2 separate regions of the Zea mays genome follow, and region 1 is linked to region 2. The links are chromatin contacts, called in public Hi-C maps. All regions are on one chromosome and are shown on one strand. The core of a region is the stretch at or near the end of the contact, and the rest is flanking DNA. Distances in the headings are between cores, read along the strand shown. Region 1 holds the start of LOC100283791 (fiber protein Fb19). Region 2 holds the start of LOC103640946 (F-box/LRR-repeat protein 3).

What was found. Hi-C and Micro-C count contacts between places; a contact is called where the count stands out from the background.
Region 1: a Hi-C map of leaf shows a contact between it and region 2, with 3 times the contacts expected there. The contact joins the promoter of LOC100283791 here to the promoter of LOC103640946 in region 2. A contact is called at or near these places in 3 of 25 Hi-C or Micro-C datasets (ear and leaf).

What each region holds. Positions count from the first base shown.
Region 1 is chr10:23,488,887-23,493,482 of Zm-B73-REFERENCE-NAM-5.0, reverse strand. It overlaps LOC100283791 (fiber protein Fb19), which reads right to left and starts at 1,798. Exons shown (of 4, transcript NM_001156690.2): 1 at 1,305-1,798; 2 at 1,114-1,202; 3 at 766-887. The coding sequence starts at 1,518.
Region 2 is chr10:23,347,260-23,352,069 of Zm-B73-REFERENCE-NAM-5.0, reverse strand. LOC103640946 (F-box/LRR-repeat protein 3) reads left to right here and starts at 1,871. Exons shown (of 7, transcript XM_008664387.3): 1 at 1,871-3,035; 2 at 4,217-4,342; 3 at 4,546-4,650. The coding sequence starts at 2,379.

The sequences.
Region 1 (4,596 bases), core at 549-3,048, 140 kb before region 2:
ACTTGGAACTATAGCTTTCGAAAATAAAGGACATTTGAAGTAGACGAGGAAAGGGATGTAGAGTTGAAATGCAAAGCAATGGCCATTGTAGTTGTAGTAAATTGTTCCCTAGAACGCAGACAGAGTGAAGAAGATATGTGTATTTAGGGCAGGTCAAAACGACTAAACGAGTGTATAGATCCTTCAAAATAGTTATTTCTTTTGCTCTCAAGTCTCAATACATGGAGGTGTTTGTGAGGAACGTTACTAAGTTATCAAATCACGTTTCAACAAGAAGGCCCCTTCAATTGTTGGTTTATTTGAAATCATACACGCAAAATAATTCTTGCTTAGCCTAGTTCATTGAGGAAAGCCTACTTCATTAGTCATGGACATATAAAGTGTTGGCGTTCTGTATGTTGCCAACAAGTGCAGATATCATTACTGATATGTTTGCCGCAGAAATACAAAGCTGCAAACCCTGTGAATAGAAAACACAATAAAAAAGATAGTACTCTGGCGCGTTTTTTTTCCTACCCTAGCGCGTGAAAAGAACATTAGCAGGTAGCCAGGTACTAACTCGAACACCATCAATCGATGTGAAATCTATTTCTAGGAGATGAGCCTGTCAATTATGGTTTCCATTCATTCATCTTATAAATTAGAATTTCGTTAGTGGTAGTCGTTGCAGCCAGTGACAAATGAAGATGGCAGCAACTATGTAGTCGGCAAACAGGGGAGAAGAGAAGAGAGAAGAGGCAGTGAGTGAGGTCAGATGGTACAGACCTTTTAATGGCTCCGTAGCCATGGCTGCCGACGACGAGCATCTCGGCCCCGTGCCTCTCGACAGCCTCGCAGAGGACGTTCCTAGCGTCCCCCTCCAGCGCCTCAAACACAGCGTCGCTCGCCTGAATCATTCCCGTCCGCACACAACATAAAAACATGGAATATATAACCAAAAAAGGTTGGGGATACATGATGCATAAACAAGCTGATATCCTGCTGCTGTTTTTTATAGTCAATTCGAGTTAAGGGATGAAGCTTCCAATACGATGATACGTGCTGCATAATTTGCACATGTAAACCTTCACTGGATCACTTTTGGTAGATCGTAGGGATTCGATGTACTCGTACCTGTGTGCAGAGGCCTTTGGCTTTTTCGACGACGCGCAGGGCGGAGCGCTTGAGATCCGCCTCCACGTACGGCAGCACATCCGCGGCGCCTGAACCGATCGATTACAATACAGGTATATAACTAATCAGAGATGTCGGAAGCTACATCTAGTCTAGCTCCGAATCCTCACATGGATTAGAGATCCGCGTACCTGGGCCGGCGAGGCCGACGGCGGAGGCGGCGGTGGGCTTGGCGGTGACGACGACGAGGCGGTACTGCTGCGGCTGGCCCGGCGGGAAGAAGTGCTGCAGTGCCCACTGCAGCGCGTAGAAGCTGTGCTCGCTCTCGTCGACCCCTACCACCATCGTCATCTTCCCCGGCGGCGCTTCCGTCCCCGCCGCAGGCGCAGACGCTTCCTCCGCCATGGCTAGCTACCTCTAGATCCTGTCCTACCCGCCTCGACCGATCGATCTGCTGGGTTACTTTCCTTGCACAGCACGCACGAGCTAATCACTCGCTCGCTCCTCGCGTCGAACTCTACGGCTCTTCCTGCTGTCCAGCTCGCACACGATTCTAGAAGATCGCTAATCCTCCACTGCACTGGTTAGCATCCACACATCCCACTGACTGGTGGGACCAACAGGAGGGCCCCGCCTCGGCTAATAATGCATGGGAAGTGGAATTCCGCCGGCCGTGTCCTGATTCGGTGATTCCTCCCGCAGCTGTTTCTGTAATTACGTATCGTTTGGCAGCTGTTTCCTTTTGATCTAGTCCTACAAGTTGGGCCGGGCCGGGCCAGGTGGACCCGGCACGGGTCCGTCGAGCTTCGGGCTTAAATACGTCGGATCGTGCTAGCACGAATTTCTTTCGGACTGGACCAAAACGTGCTCACCTCCTAAAACGTAGGTCCAGCACGGTCATAAAACACGACAGACTTGCATTGGACCATGCTGGCCCAGACCCGGCTCGCAATTAATCATCATATGACTAGGTTAGATATAGAAACAAGTCCAAATCTCTCACGCAACATAAACAACAGTCCAGTTAAAAACAGTTAAAATACAGAAACAAGTCATTTATTTAAATAAACAGTTACAATAAATTAGACAACACAAACAAATTTTAGAGGGAAAATGTTTTTATTCCTCGATCTGCCTCGTTAAAAACCTTACACCCCAGTGTGGGCCTTCCTCTGTAAGGAAAAGAGTACAGATCGGAAAAAGTTTTAATGTCCAGTCCATATTACAATAATAGTCCATATTACAATAACAGTCCACATGAACTAGATAAAAGTAACACTAATCATGGCTGAAATCAGCAAAAGCTTGTTCAACCTCATAATCTTCAAGTTGATGTTGCTTTCTCTTTTCCAATTCTTAAGGCAGGTGATGGCCTCCAATGTCTCAGGTGAAAGAGAGGGCCTCCTTTCTTCAATAATTCTACCCACTGTGCTAAATGTTGCTTCAGAGGAAACCGTCGAAACAGGAACAAGAAGAATATCTCTAGCAAAATGAGATAATACTGGAAAACTATACTTGTGTTCCCTCCACCATTCAAGTAATTTTACCTTATCACCCTTCAAGGTGCGATCAGTCACTGCAAAGTTAGTAGACAGATAATGATTCAATTCAGCATTATGATTCCACCTTTGATTTGTTGTAAAGTTAGCAGATTCTTTCCCCTTAGATCTCTTCCATAAGTGAGCTGTCAAAGAACTATCTGAATGTTCTATGTCATGTTCAGCCATTGTTCCTGCAACATTACTTTCACCATATTTGTTATAATAAAAGCCAAAAACACGAAATAATTCATCTTTCACATGATTGAAAGCATCTGAATAGTCCATATCTAGCAAGTCGCCAATTCCTTCTAAAGCAGTTTGTAACCCATCAAGTTTTTTCTAGGATCAAAAATAGTTGCAAAGCAATATATATGGGATATGCTATCGAAGTATTTTAGAAATTTTAACTCCATTGGAGCAACAACAGTGCAAAGAAGAGAATCAGATCTGTGCTTAGCAAATGACTCGGTAATTAACCAAATGTAATCAATATCAAGAGCATTAGCATTCACAAAGACAATTATAATTTTCTCATAACCTTCTAGTTTCTTAAGCATAAGGTTAGTCGAATTCCATCTTATCTTCATATCAAGGCCAAATTTCCTTTGTTTCATATTATTTGCCTTGCAATACTCACCAAATTTTGTAATAATTTGAGGGGTACTTGTTATGAAACGAACAACAGCATGAACATTATCCAAATATTTGCTAACAACTGTTATGCCATCCTGAACAACCAAATTAATAATGTGGCACACACACCTTTGGTGGACAACATAACCATCTATGTATGAATGCAGATGAGGGGATAGGGATTCAATTGCATTTGTATTTGAGGAAGCATTATCAAGAGTAATAGACATAATCTTATTCCTTATATCAAAATCATTAACTACCCCAAGAATATGCTTAGCAATTGCAGAACCAGTATGTGAATCATTCATCACTCTAAAACCTATAACATGCTTATGAAGACAATATGAATTATCCAAATAGTGTGCAACCACAAAAATGTAGCTAGTTATTTGATGTGATGAAGTCCAAATATCTGAAGTTAAAGCAAATGAAAAGTGAACTTTTTTAAAATTTTCTTTAAGAGCAGCAAGATGTTTACGGTACTGCGACATCAAATCAGATTTTATAGTAGTTCTACTGATAGGTTGGTATTGTGGACAGAAAGCACATTGAATCAGATTCTTAAAATTAGGGCTTTCACCCATCATAATAGGTAAATCTTCAGAAACAATGTATTTAATAATTTCTTCACGTGCTACTTGTGGATTGTAAACCCATGTACTTACAGTGCCATCCGCAGCGAAGTTAAGTTGAGTTTGCACACCTGCACCAAGAGTTTGCCCTAACTTCTTCAAACAAGCTTTGAAATGTCGATTCAGATGTCCAGTGCCACCAGCAGAATCTGCACTCAACTTAGTTTTACAGTAATGACATACAGAAATATAACTTTTTATACCATTGTCGACAATCTCCCGCTTATCCATATGTTTCCAGCACTCTGCCCTGGAAACAGATGGTTTAGGAGCACTTTGCACTAGCGCATCAGCTGGTAAGGAGGAACTACCACTACAAACAGGTACACCTTCACCCTCGTCTGCTGGTAAGGAGGAACTACCACCATCTACAGGTAAGGAGGCATTAGCACCAGCACTACACACAGGTACACCTACTCCACCATTAGATCTACCTTCCACGGTTGGGGTGAGTTCGCAAGGACTGGTGGAACCATCTAACCTCCTACTAGCATAAGGTTTTCGAGTAGCTGTCCTCTTCCTCCCGATTGTAAGTTCAGAGTTCAGACGCTCATGTGCTAATCAGTGGGGAACAAATCTAGGTGAGAGTGAGACCGTGAGAGTCCAAAACAGGGGTATATAAATAACGAGCTCGACCACAGATCTAGGTGAGACCGTGAGAGTTCAAGGAAGAA
Region 2 (4,810 bases), core at 622-3,121:
TTAAGGTCTCGGGCTCAACTTTTTTCAGTGGGTGCCCTAGGTGGTATGCCACATTTTTGGTATAGAACATAGGTGGTTTTGGTGCCATCTTCAAGGTGAACACGGTTGATCTTTAGTGTAGGTGTAGTTTTTGACTTAGAGAGAATTAGAGAGCTCTAGCTCTCTCTTCACTTAAGGAATGGATTTGGGGTTTCTCCAGGGGTCTTTTTGCAACATTTCCTTCCCACAATTGCTGGTTATAAAGTTACTTAAAGTTTGGTTAAAGATTAATTCATGGTTTGCACACTTGCTTATTCTCTCCCCCTCTCAACCATGGTTTTGGAAGATAGGGTTCAAGAGAGGTCTTGGGTTTTCCCCCCTCTTGCCCAAGGTAGTAAGTGCACAAAAGCTTGAGTGATGCTTCTTAGGTCATTAACAATCTTGATTAACACATGGTCTCCAAGGTTCTTATGTTCTCCTTAAGTTTTTACCACAGGTGATCACAGTCCTTAGTACCAAGGTGTGCTCTAGCCATGGTAACACCTGAGGTGTTACAGCCCTCCCCCCTTAAAGGAATCTCGTCCCGAGATTTTAGGCAGTGTCCTCTAGAGGGGTGCTACGAAGGTACGTTGGTGTGATGTTCCTTCTTTTGTTCAAGTTTCTCTAGTTAACTGCTCTTCGAATGTCATTCTCTTTGCAACTTCAGAAGGAAGTCCTTTTTAAGTTAAATCCACAACTTAGACTACCCTTGTTATCTAAGTCCTTTTTAAGTTAAATCCACATGTGTTGAGGTGGATTGTAGTGTAAATTAGTTTAAGTTACATCCCAATCCACCTCAATACAAGTGGATTAGGGTCAACACTAGAGTACCCAAACTAGGCCTCAAAGAAAATTGGAGTGAGGATTTTAGCCCCTCCAAGTCTCCAACCTCCTCTAGTTGTGTGGCTCATAAACTAATTCTGAGATTAAGTTTCCAAACTAGCTCTTATTACATTTATAAAAGCAATAAAGCATGATCGTATGGAAAATAAAAAGTGAAAGCTATAGTAGTACTAGAATGACACATGTACGTGATGACATAAATGATGAAAGGAATACAATGACATCGGTTAGTTCAGAATGTGATTCCTGCGACGATAACCAAGAGTATGACTCCCAGTATTTATCATTTTTGATAATGTTCTTTCTTCTCCTTCTTTTAAAAAAATAAATAAAAAGAGAAGAAACATTGCCGGTCAGCTACACTAGCAAACTGTCAAAAGCTACCCCTGGCCCTACCCATTGCACAGTTTTTCAATTTGTGAAATGCAAGTTTTTCAATTTGTGAAATGCAAGTGGCACCGTCGTTTGGGCCTGTTCGCTTCTGTTCGCTTATGATTAAATTTGATTGTTTAAACTGTTATAGCTATAAACTATAGAGACAAAAACAATATAAAAATAGTAGAAACCAGTATACACTTTCTACTCCATATTAAATCACGATCTAGTATCTTTTCGTCTCATTCAATTTTACACACTGTTAGCGGTACCCATCTCGTCGCATCTTACTTAGGTTTCTTCGTACGTCAGGTAGAAAATTCGAACCCTGTACCCTGCTAGTTTGATGTTAAGTGATTTGCTTCTATTACTCTAACTCATGTCTATTTGTTAAAATATTGAAAAATTATACCTATACTAATAATTTAAACATAAACAATAATCATGAAACCAACCGTTGTAACGTAAGAGTAAATAATTAGTTCAATTAGCTATGTATATATTAATCCATTTCAAATAAAAAGAAAAGAAAATTTGCTGCGGGTCCGAGAGTAGGGCCGGGCGTTTTAGTCATCTTCTCCACCGCATTACCAGCGATTGATCAGGTGTCACCTTCGACCCTCACCCGAGGCAGGCGGTATTCCGACCGGCATCACCTATCCACATCTTTCTCCCTCTCTCTCTCTCTCCTCTTCCGTCCCTCCTCTCTCCCTCTCTACGCCACGCCTCCACCTCCACACCTGCACGCCTCTCGCTCTCTCTCCTCACCTGTCGAGCTGCCCACAGCCCGTACGTACCTGCCCCCAGTCCCAGTCCCCGCCGCCCCGCCTGCCCGACCCGCGGCTTATCCACCACGTCCGCCGCTGGGCTGGATCGATCGGGACCGGTATCGCGCCGCCGCCGCTGCCCTCGGCACTCGCGGGATCCTGTTCCTACCATGCAGCAGCGCTGCGCCCTTGCCCGACCGCGCCGGCCCGCCGAACCGCGCGTTCCGCTCCCCGACGATCACTCCCTCGTCGCCGTCTTCTCCTTCCTCTTCATCCCCACCTAAATCAACCTCCTCGCCGCGAAATTCTGCTACAATTTCTTCATCTTCCCTTCCCGCCGGGAGCGGACGGATCGCCGCTTCCTCGGCCGGCGGGATGAGCCGGGAGGCGCAGAAACTCGACTGCGCCGCCGGCGCCGGGGGGATCGGGGTCCTGTCGCTGGACCTACTGGGCCAGGTGCTGGAACACCTGCGGGAGCCCCGGGACCGCAAGACGTGCCGCCTCGTCAGCCGCGCCTTCGAGCGCGCCGAGGCCGCGCACCGCCGCGCGCTTCGGGTGCTCCGACGCGAGCCGCTCCCGCGCCTGCTCCGCGCGTTCCCGGCGCTCGAGCGGCTCGACCTCTCCGCCTGCGCCTCGCTCGACGACGCCTCCCTCGCCGCGGCCGTCGCCGACGCCGGCGGAGGGCTCGCCGGCCTCCGCAGCGTGTGCCTCGCGCGGGCCAATGGTGTCGGCTGGCGCGGCCTCGAGGCGCTCGTCGCGGCCTGCCCCAAGCTCGCGGCCGTCGACCTGTCGCACTGCGTCACCGCCGGGGACCGCGAGGCCGCCGCGTTGGCGGCGGCGTCCGAGCTCAGGGACCTGAGGCTGGACAAATGCCTTGCCGTCACCGACATGGGGCTCGCCAAGGTGGCTGTTGGGTGCCCCAAGCTGGAGAAGCTCAGCCTCAAGTGGTGCCGTGAGATCTCTGACATTGGAATTGATCTGCTGGCCAAGAAGTGCCCTGAGCTCCGCAGCCTCAACATATCCTACCTCAAGGTTACTATTACTATATTGTATGAGTTATTGAACCGTTCATTGCTTGAGTAGTGGATTGATGAAAGATGGTAATTTGTGGGTAGATGTTTGGACTAGCAATTGATACAATGTTTATAGAAATGACGAAAATGTCATATGCAGCAACACACCTAAAGTAAGCACCATTGTCCAAAGAATTTTTGGGCAGTTTAGTTATTATGATACCCAAGTACCCAACAAGAGCTGCACAAACCAAATTTCAGATACATGGTGGTGGTACAGAATTGGTAGCATGATATGTTAAATCTCAACTTTAACCTGCAAATTATCATAAATCTTGTGAAGTCGGACTTAAGTTGGAAGCTAGTGCATATCGGCGAGAAAGTGCTATTCAAACATTATGAGTCATATTGTTGGTGGCTATTTTTAATAAATTCACATACTGTAGGAAATGGTTACATCTTCACTTCTCTTTTCCTGTCTGTAGGTAGTGACAGCTTAGAGTGTACAGTAGTTACATGTAACACCTGGCCTGTTTGGACTTTCTTTGCCAGGTTTTAAAAATCAGTACAGTAATGAGTATTTGATAGGTGATGCTACCTAGTGATTACTCCCTCCGTCCCAGTATATAAGGCGTAACCAACTCTGGTTCAAAGACTAAGAAATGTATTTAATTCTATCTATACCACTGCATCGATGTACGTATGCACAGAGAGAGCACGCCTTATATTGTGGGACAAGAACAAAAAGTGGTTACGCCTTATATTATGGGACGGAGGGAGTAGAAGATGTAATTGTGGTAAAATCAGGCAATATGCTAACTAGTAGTGATTAGAAGGTGATTAAAAGGCGGTTGTATAGTAACAGCTAGGGACATCCATTATTTTAACATAACAAGCCTGAGGAATGGCCTAATAGGCCCATTTTGAAAGCAATCTGTGCCATGCAAATGATTATGTTGTGATACTGGATAACCCCAGATTGGAAGTTTAAAGTTAGAGTTGTACTTAGCATACGAAATATCATGATCCATACATTTTGCCGTCCACTGAGGTGTTAGGTGTGTGACTATAAAGAGCCTGGGCGCTTAATGAATTTGTGGCCCAAGTCTTGCATTATTTATTTTTTTCATTGATAGTATAATGGCATCATTCCATTATACTACTTGTTTGCACTATATGCTTATATTTCTTGTGTTGCAGGTGGGCAATGGATCCCTTGGATCAATTTCGTCACTTGAGAGGCTTGAGGAATTGGCAATGGTTTGTTGTTCAGGTATAGATGACGAAGGCTTGGAATTGCTGAGCAAGGGGAGCGATTCGCTGCAGGTAATCACTTCTTGGGATGTTAAACTTTCATAGATTTTTTATGGCTGATGCACAACATTGTGTCAATTTGATTATTTAAAATTTGAACAGTTTTCGTTATTAGCCTCCTTATTGTGACTTTGCTTACTGTCATCTGAAATCTGAAAATTGGCAAGTTTACATTTTAAAAAATGGTGAATTTTGATCCTTTTTTTCAATTTCAGAGTGTTGATGTGTCAAGATGTGATCATGTGACTTCCGAGGGGTTAGCTTCACTCATAGATGGTCGCAATTTTCTTCAGAAGTTATATGCTGCAGATTGTTTGCATGTGAGTTGGTCTCCCCACATTATACACTCCTCACAGCCATTAACTCTTGTTTTCTGTACAATCCAATATGCCATATTTTTTGTGTTTGAAACAAAATGGTTGTTTAGCTAACATATTCAGATGGACTAATCCTTATGAAGAGTTATCGAGTAATCAAAAG